2 separate regions of the Oryctolagus cuniculus genome follow, and region 2 is linked to region 1. Evidence: chromatin contacts called from public Hi-C data. All regions are on one chromosome and are shown on one strand. Each heading gives the region's core, a stretch centred on a gene start, on an enhancer-like site or on the middle of the called end of the contact. The rest is flanking DNA. Distances are from core to core; before and after follow the strand shown.

Region 1 (4,129 bases), core at 1,152-3,651:
CAGATGTGCCTGTGCCCGGACTCGTAGAGGCCCTGACACCCTGGGTCCCAGTGTATAGGGAAAACAGCCTGCAAGGTCAGGAAAAGAGACCTCACGGCGTGGAGGCCAAGGGCAATGGAAAACTGGTTCAGGACGAGGACAGCGAGCCGGGTACCTGGAGCACCAGTCCTGTTGAAAGCAGTCTGTCCATGTGGGACAGGTCTTGTGTCGGTGGTGCTAGGGCATAAATGTGCAGGGTGAAAGCTGTCTGACAGGGGGCTGCACCATGCAGTCTGCAGGGAGGGGTACACCTTGCAGTCACGGAGGGAAGCGTTTCATTGGGGTGGCGCCCAGGTTAATCCTGTGGCTGTGGCCCTGGGAGAAGCCCTGTAGGGTTCAGCAAGGTAGTGCCGTGGCTCCTGAGCAAGAGTTTCTGCAGTGCGTCTCCAGGTCTCCGCCTCTTTAACACGTTGGGATGTCTATTCCTGTGACAGAGCTTGAACTGAAAATTGTTCAGAGGGAGTTGTTGAAGAGGGAGGGGCATGAAGTCTGGATGTGGGAACGTCAGGAATGGAGAGTGGCTTTCGCCAGCCATTGTCTCCCTTGCCCATGTTCTCCTTGTGGTATTGATGCTTACTTAAAAAAAAATATTTATTTATATGAAAGAGAGATATTTTCTACCCACTGGATCATTCCACAAATGGCCACAATGACCAGTGCTAGTCCAGGCAGAAGCCAGGAGCCAGGAGCTTCTTCTGGGTCTCCCATGTGGGTGCAGGGCCCCAATCACTTGGGCCATCTTCCACTGCTTTCCCAGGTGCATTAGCAGGGAACTGGATTGGAAGTGAAGCAGCCAGGACTCAAATTGGCGCCCCAGTGGGATGCCGGTGCTGCAAGTCACAGCTTGACCTGCTGTGCCATGGTGCCAGCCCCAGTGATGTTTATATTTTAAATTTTAATCTTTTGAAGTTTTTTTTTTTTCTTCCCTCTTCCAGGAGATGGTAAATGGACAGAGCCTTTAGAGCTAGGCTGCAATATCACAACTCACCAGTAGGTGTCATCATCTCATAAATGATTGATCCCACTCAGCATTCCTTTGTTTAAAGCTTTATACAATAAATGTTTTATTTTTGTCTCACCTATATTTTGAATTGACATTTCATAATTATAAGTTTTAAACTCATACTAGCTCAAGTAAATATTTGGATAATATTTTAATATATGGTGAGTTGGTAAACACATGTTGGGATAAGAAAAAAATATTGTTTGAGTATTTTGCTTTCATTTGTTTTGTTTCCTTTGTTTTCATTTTTTTCCTCCCTAATAACATTTTCACCATCACAGAAAGTTGTTTTTTTTTTTTTTTTTGACAGGCAGAGTGGACAGTGAGAGAGAGAGACAGAGAGAAAGGTCTTCCTTTGCCGTTGGTTCACCCTCCAATGGCCGCCGCGGCCAGCGCGCTGTGGCCGGCGCACCGCGCTGATCCGATGGCAGGAGCCAGGAGCCAGGTGCTTTTCCTGGTCTCCCATGGGGTGCAGGGCCCAAGCACCTGGGCCATCCTCCACTGCACTCCCTGGCCACAGCAGAGGGCTGGCCTGGAAGAGGGGCAACCGGGACAGAATCCGGAGCCCCGGCCGGGACTAGAACCCGGTGTGCCGGCGCCGCTAGGCGGAGGATTAGCCTAGTGAGCCGCGGCGCCGGCCCACCATCACAGAAAGTTTTGTTGAGCAACGCTGGTATGGACTAAACTGAAGTTGTTTTTGAAAGAATCTGCAGACATGCATCTAAGTTCAGGATCTTGTGTTTTGTATATTTTTTAAAAGTTAAAAAAGTAGGAATTTTTTTTTTGCAATACTGTATTATCAGTTTTAGAGATATTTTTATATTAGGGCACAACATTAGCAATAAAATTGAAAGAAAACAAGGATAATGGTTAGTTGTATATATATGTAAATATATATACAGTAGCTCAGTATTTAAAAATCTAATAGCATTACTTGAGAACTAGATATGCTTACTGTTTCATAATTGTGCATATTCTGATTGAAATCTGGAAATACCGTGTTGATTATATGAGTCTTAGACTCTCAACTCCCCTTGTGGCTGAGGTCAACTGGTTCTACTCTATGTAGTATCTCATATATATTATTCCCACACGTCCCAGTTTGGATATTCATCTGAAGTAGTAGGCACAACATTGTGTGTCCTTACTCACTGGATAAGAAAAGGAGAGAAAAATCTTCAGTTTCCTTTGGCTGTTGCTGGCTCAGAAGCCTCATTATTTCCTGTGTGTTCTGACCTGATACAATCTCAGGTACTCGGTGACTGGCTTTAATGAACCCTGTCTAGCGGTCAGGCAGTGGTCCCTGTTCCATTCGGTGCTGTGAAAGGCAGAAGACATGTGACTGTGCATGTGAACACTCTGTGCGGATTAGAGCTGCAGGGCATGGCTGGGGAGACGCGGGCTGCCAAGCCACGGAGGCGGCTCTGCCAGCAGCGGCATGTGATTATGTAACGCCTGCAGTGTCTGGCACCGTGCTCCACTGGAGACCCGTCACGTGGCCTGCAATGCTCTTGGCCCTGAAATTCAATTAGGTTGCTTTGAGGGATCCGTGAGTCTGCATGAGATAAGCTTTTACTGCGCTATACTAGAAAGCAAATGGGTTGATTAGCTGCACACAAATTGATAAATTACCATTGTAGTTCCTGCAAGGATATTTGCATTATATACACATCACCATGCCACTGAAGAGCAGAATTTTAACCATTATGTAACCTGGACAAATAATGTGAGAGGGAAAAAAACATCAGCCCTGATGACTACCGAAAAATATTTTCTTACAGACATTTAGCAATATTTTTTTTTGGTTTGTTTGTTTTTAAATAGATTTTGCTATTTTGTTTTTGGAGAATCTGATTAAAAGGCTGCCAGCAGTTTTCTTTTTCTGTTTTTTTTTTTTTTTTTTTTTTTTTTTTAATGTGACGACATGATCTATGAATGTGACTGAAGAAATTGATAGAGTAATGATTTGGAGCAGGGCGTGGGGACAGCAGTGAGAAGGGATTTTCAATGGGTGTTCAGATCTTAAGCAGAATTTTTTTCTTTGTGACGATGTAGCTGATCATTATAAGGGACTGGGAACTATCAAAGATTAACCCCATGTTGCTTGGCTGAGCTCTTGTGGTAACTTTTCTCAAAAGCAGATCTGGGCTGGATGAAAAAGGTCACAGCAGGTGCAGTGAAATTGGGGCTTGGGAAAGAAGTTGAGGGTGATTATCATACTAGGGTCTTGGAGCCACTGGGAACCAATCGAAATCCATGATGTGGAATTGGTTTTCCTGAAGCACTCTACCCTCATTTTCCTCCAGCTGGGATTTAAGTTTGGTTAAGTTTAGAACCAAAGACACAGGTGAGGAGTTCGTGTTGACTGGGGTCCGATGGACACTGAATTGGAACCAAAGGTGCTGAGACGGTGTGTGGTGTGCTTTTCTGTCTCTTGGACCAGCAGGGCTCAGGCACTTGGCTCTGTGGATTTGGGTAAAGTGGTTGTGCACTCTGGCAGAACTGGTGCTGCTGTGGCGTTTTCCTTTGCTCCAAAAGGGCTTCACTTTTTTTTTTTTTTTTTTTTTTAAATCATGTGAGACCTTCTAACAGTGGAGTTGGAGGGCTGAAAAGACAAGGAGTTGGAAATGCCAATGGCCATGATTTGATCAGCACATGCTGTGCGGATGCGTTCAACTATCACATTGTGCTCCATAAACATGCACAGCTATTATGTGTGAATCTCAGAATGTGCAAACCCTTGTGGAATGGAAGGCAGAAGCATACATTTATAAAACCATTTTTATATTGATTACATGTTAAAATTTTTAAAAATAATAATTACTAGCATGAAAAAAAGAAAACCTTATTAAAAACTTGCTTAATGAAGTCTCATATACTCTGATTTAACATGACTGGATATTTAAGAGTGGGCATCTCTACTTTCCCATTCATTTAATTTTTCCTACTGTCTACAGTTCTGTATATATATATATATATATATATATATATATATGCACACATATAAATATTCAGTTTACACAAGGGAGAAACTGAGGCACAGGGTGGAATGAGGAACTGCCCAGGGCCACATTGCTAGGCAGTCAC
Region 2 (4,129 bases), core at 799-3,298, 190 kb before region 1:
CATTAGTGACATGAAGAGTATTCATGTTTTGTTTGTCTTCAGGCATGATTAGGGAGTGGTCATATTTTTACTTGATCCATCATGCACAGAGAGTGGCCTCGTCTGGTGTTGATGTTCTGTGACATTTTTCACGTTTGAAGGGAGGATGCCAAGGCCCGCCTGAGAGTCCCAGGCCACCTGCCTCATGCCAGGGACTGCATTTCTGTGTCTCCAGATTTCTGTGTATAATCTTCTGCGTGATTTCTTTAGTTTGGATTTGTGGCCAGGAGAGCTGCACCTGTAGTACCACTGCAACGTACGTGGCCTTGGCCATGTCAGATGGCTTTCCTGAGGCTCAGTTGTTTTCCTGTGTAATGGGATGAAGATGTTTGCCCTGTGAGCCTGACCTGGTGCCAGGAGGATACAGTGAGATCAGAAGAATGGCTGCTCTTTGAATAGAAGATGTTCGTGGGTGAAAAATGATTAAGTTGTTTCTGTTGGAAGGCATCACACCAAAGCTTGAAATCGCGCAGTTGATTGACATCTCTGTGCTCCTCTCCTTTTTGCTCCATCGGATTTGATGTTGCTGATGGTGGTTCTAGGCCGAGCAGAGGTTAAGCATGTGGTGTACAGAGGTTTATAGAGCAGCACAGAAATAACACATCCGTGGCGAATTTCCCTCCTGGTGCTTGTCAAGCTTGATAGGTTTCCTCTTCTTCCCTCTCTGACCTCTAATGGAGAGAAAGAACTTTCCTTTCGCGTAAGCAGGTGCCATTAGCAGAACCTTAAATGCACAGAGCACGGTGGGTCTGCTGAGCTGCAGAAGTGCACAACTGGCTCTCCTCTGTCCCTCAGGGAGACTTCAAGCTGGGGACACTGGCTTCCGTTCTTTTCCCTCTCCAGAATCGACACAGCTGAGACCGTGTAAGTGTAGAGCTAGCACGGTGTCTTAGGGCTTGTTGTTGTGTAGACGGCTCTCCTCCTGGCCGTGTTCACGTTTCTGTTGAATGGCATGCCCCCTTAGAGTCAGCCACCAACCTGTAAAATAGGAAATGAGTTTCCCACTACAGGATGTGACATACGTTTCACCACGCATCTGTGTTCCAGTAACACTCAGTTCACGGCAACTGTGCTAATTTCTTTTCTTTCCTAATTTTCCCTATGTTTTCTGTTTAATGGACAGTTAATATTTTTTTTCCTGTAATTTAGAAGCCTTTATCAAAATGGTGGCTTCCATTTTTGAAGTTTCAGAGGTTCATGTGTGGTGCTGCTGAAATTAGGCGGTGTGTGTCAGAGCTCCCGTTAGGACCCACATCGCTGTGTTTATTCTGCGAAGGAGTCTGTTATTTCTAGCCTTATAAATGTATAGCATCCCCAGGGACTCTGTAAACACTGGAACTGTGTCAAGCCCAGCTGGGAAGCTGACACTCATTATTTCTTCCCTTTGAAAGGTTGCATCTTTTCAGCTGGATCATGGAAGAGGACTTTCTGGAAGTAACGGTGTTCATGTTGATGTCATCGTGTTTATGTGTGGTGTGATCTGGTTTCGGAAGGAGTGTCTTTTGTCCGTGCTGGGGTTTCTCCACTCCGGCAGCACTGACGTTGGAGGGAAGGTCATTTGTGTTGTGGGATGTTAAGCAGCGCCTGTGGCCTCTCCTGGCCAGGGCTAGCAGCTGTCCCCCACACCTTCACTGTAGCCATCAAAAGTGTGTCCAGAAGTTGCCAGCTGCCTTGGGCCCGGTTTTTCCCATTGAGAGCCGTTGTTCTAGCGTGCATTTACATACATACGCTGGCATGTCCCAGGAAGCAGGACACTCAGCTGAAACAATCTTGAAAATTCTATCGTGTAGAAGTTGGGGGAGGGGAACCTACCAGATTCTATATAAAGACCCCCCAGATTGTCTTGAGTTTTTCTCTGTACTCATCAGCAGTAAGGTGGCAAGGAAGAAAGGAATTGAGAGTAACAGTTTGTTAGGGAATCTTGGCAAGAAAAAGAGTGCTTGCAGCCTGCAGCTTAAAATGGCAGCGCTGTGTGTGGTTATGTAAGTCTGCTGGGAGCACCTGAGGACGGAGGATGCGAGGGGAAGCAGAGCTGCAGGTGTGTCACTGCCGCGGCGGGCACAGGTCTGAGTCAGCTCTGGAAAGCAGACCTTGTTTCTTACGGAATGTCTCTGGCTCCCGACTGCAATGTGACGTCACTGCTGAAAACCCCGTGAGTCACGAGTGAGTCAACAGAGAAGGTGTCCCAGGGGCCCACCACTGAGCTGCCTCCCGCTGGCCCTGGGCAGCCGGAAGCCAGAGGCGTTCCTTTAGTGGGCTGGCTGCTCCTAAGGGAAGCTTTCTCCTAGAGTAACCTGAGAGCCGCATCCCTCCCTTCCAGGGAGGAGTGCTGACTTGTGATGCGAGCTCACCCCCTGAGTTAGCGTCCTGAGACCCTGCGCAGCCAGCCAGCCAGCCGCTCAGTTGGACCTGTTTTGGAGAGCCAGCTGATGCTGAATTTGACATCTGTTGAAGCTCTGTTGTTCCTTGGTCCGTTTCATGATACAAGAGGGCTTTATGCTTCTGTAAATCTTTGCGGCAAACAGCATTCAGTGTCTTTTTTTATTACTTTCAAATCAGTGTGGTTTTATCTAAGGGGTCTTCAAAAAGTTCATGGAAAATGCATACTATGAAAAAACTAGGCATGGGTTTCAAAAATTCTTTGCACCCCAGTAAACTGGTCTTTCACTTCTGTTTGCCCATGAGCTTTTTGAAGGTCCCTGATAAACAAAAAAAGCCTCCAGTGCTTAATTTTGGACAGAATTGTCTTCATGTTGCAAGGATTTTCTTTAGTGTTGAAGCTTGATTCATATATTAAAAGTTGTAGATTTAGAACTCATTATTCAGATTTATAGTTAGAAAATCCGAAAGATGTGCTTGAAGTATATTGTCAAATTGTTTAGGAAGGAGACTTTGTTAATCAAATTAGCAGAGAACTAGAGATTTAAAAAAGAGTGCTTAAGACTTCTAAACATGGTAGAGCTCTCACACATAAACAATTGTTAGGTCACTTAGAAAGGGACTTTACTACTTATTAAAACTCTTTTCCAAGGGCCTAAGCAAAGTATGTAAGGATAGGCCTGTACCTTCTACTTACTGTATATAATTAAAACCACAGACCTTAAATAGCATGAGTAATTCACAGTGACCTCTTTTAATTAATCCTAATTAATAAGTTTTTTTCTGTGTTTGGAAAAGATTGTCCTCGTGGTGTAAGACTGTCCAAATAGGGAGCCCCCGTCTGCTTGTTGGTGAGCCGTTGCCAAGGAGGGCAGGCCAGGAGCACAGTCTCTTGTGTTTGTTACCATTCCAGAAGCGGAGAGAAGCAGGATTGACCAACGGATAAACAAAATGCTAATTTTCAAGTTTAACTGCTAGAGAAATCTAAGCAGTTGGGATCAGTTAGTGTGCTTACCTTGAAGGAAGATTTCATACTGAAAGCTAAATTAGAATAAGATCGATGTGCAGGATGCTCGGGTGTGGATGGCATGTGTTCCTTTTTGGGGTGTGGTATATTCCGGGGTTCTCACTTGTTGCATCCACACAGGGCGTCGGTGAGAGAAACTGTTTAGTTCTTGTTCACGGACTCTCCGCTTGTCTCAGTTACATCCTGATCTCCTATTAATACAGCAGTGAATAAGTCACCTGAATGCCTGCACTCCATGTTGGATGCCTGGTTTGCATCCTGGATGCTTGGCTGCTGAGCCCCTTCCTGCGAGTACATTGTGTGCGAGACAGCAGAGGGCAGCTCAGGTTTTAGCTTCCTGCCGTGCACATGGAGACTGGATAGAGCTCCGGGCTCCTGGCTTCAGACAGGCTCAGTCCTAGCAGTTGTGGGAATTCGGGGAGTGAGCAAGAAGGCTGGAAGATCGCCTCATCTTTCTCTGTCCCTCTGCCTTTCAAATAAAAATGAAAATAAATGAACAATGAAATCTAACAAATAAAGCCTTTCTTCAAACGTGGCTCGGTACAATTGCTGCTATTTTCCTTAGTTAAAATAATTTTAATTGTGCCTTTCCAGTATTCCATCGAGGCCACTTTTGCATAAGTCCTATCGCCTGCATATTCATCAGACAGTTCCTTGGGGATGTTGCTACAGCCAACCGATCTT

What was found. A called contact is a pair of places that touch in the nucleus more often than the background predicts.
Region 2: a Hi-C map of embryonic fibroblasts shows a contact between it and region 1, with 2.2 times the contacts expected there. The contact joins two enhancer-like sites. A contact is called at or near these places in 3 of 6 Hi-C or Micro-C datasets (embryonic fibroblasts, skin fibroblasts and an unstated tissue).

The regions. Positions count from the first base shown.
Region 1 is chr9:123,741,498-123,745,626 of mOryCun1.1, reverse strand. All of the region lies in intron 37 of ITPR2 (inositol 1,4,5-trisphosphate receptor type 2), which reads left to right. Among named protein-coding and RNA genes, the nearest start is that of SSPN, 330 kb to the right of the region's middle. Within about 2 kb of position 2,401, at least 5 of the 8 cell types and tissues checked have an H3K27ac peak or open chromatin away from gene starts, as enhancers often do.
Region 2 is chr9:123,928,215-123,932,343 of mOryCun1.1, reverse strand. The region is part of intron 10 of ITPR2 (inositol 1,4,5-trisphosphate receptor type 2); the gene reads left to right. Among named protein-coding and RNA genes, the nearest start is that of ITPR2, 140 kb to the left of the region's middle. Within about 2 kb of position 2,048, at least 4 of the 8 cell types and tissues checked have an H3K27ac peak or open chromatin away from gene starts, as enhancers often do.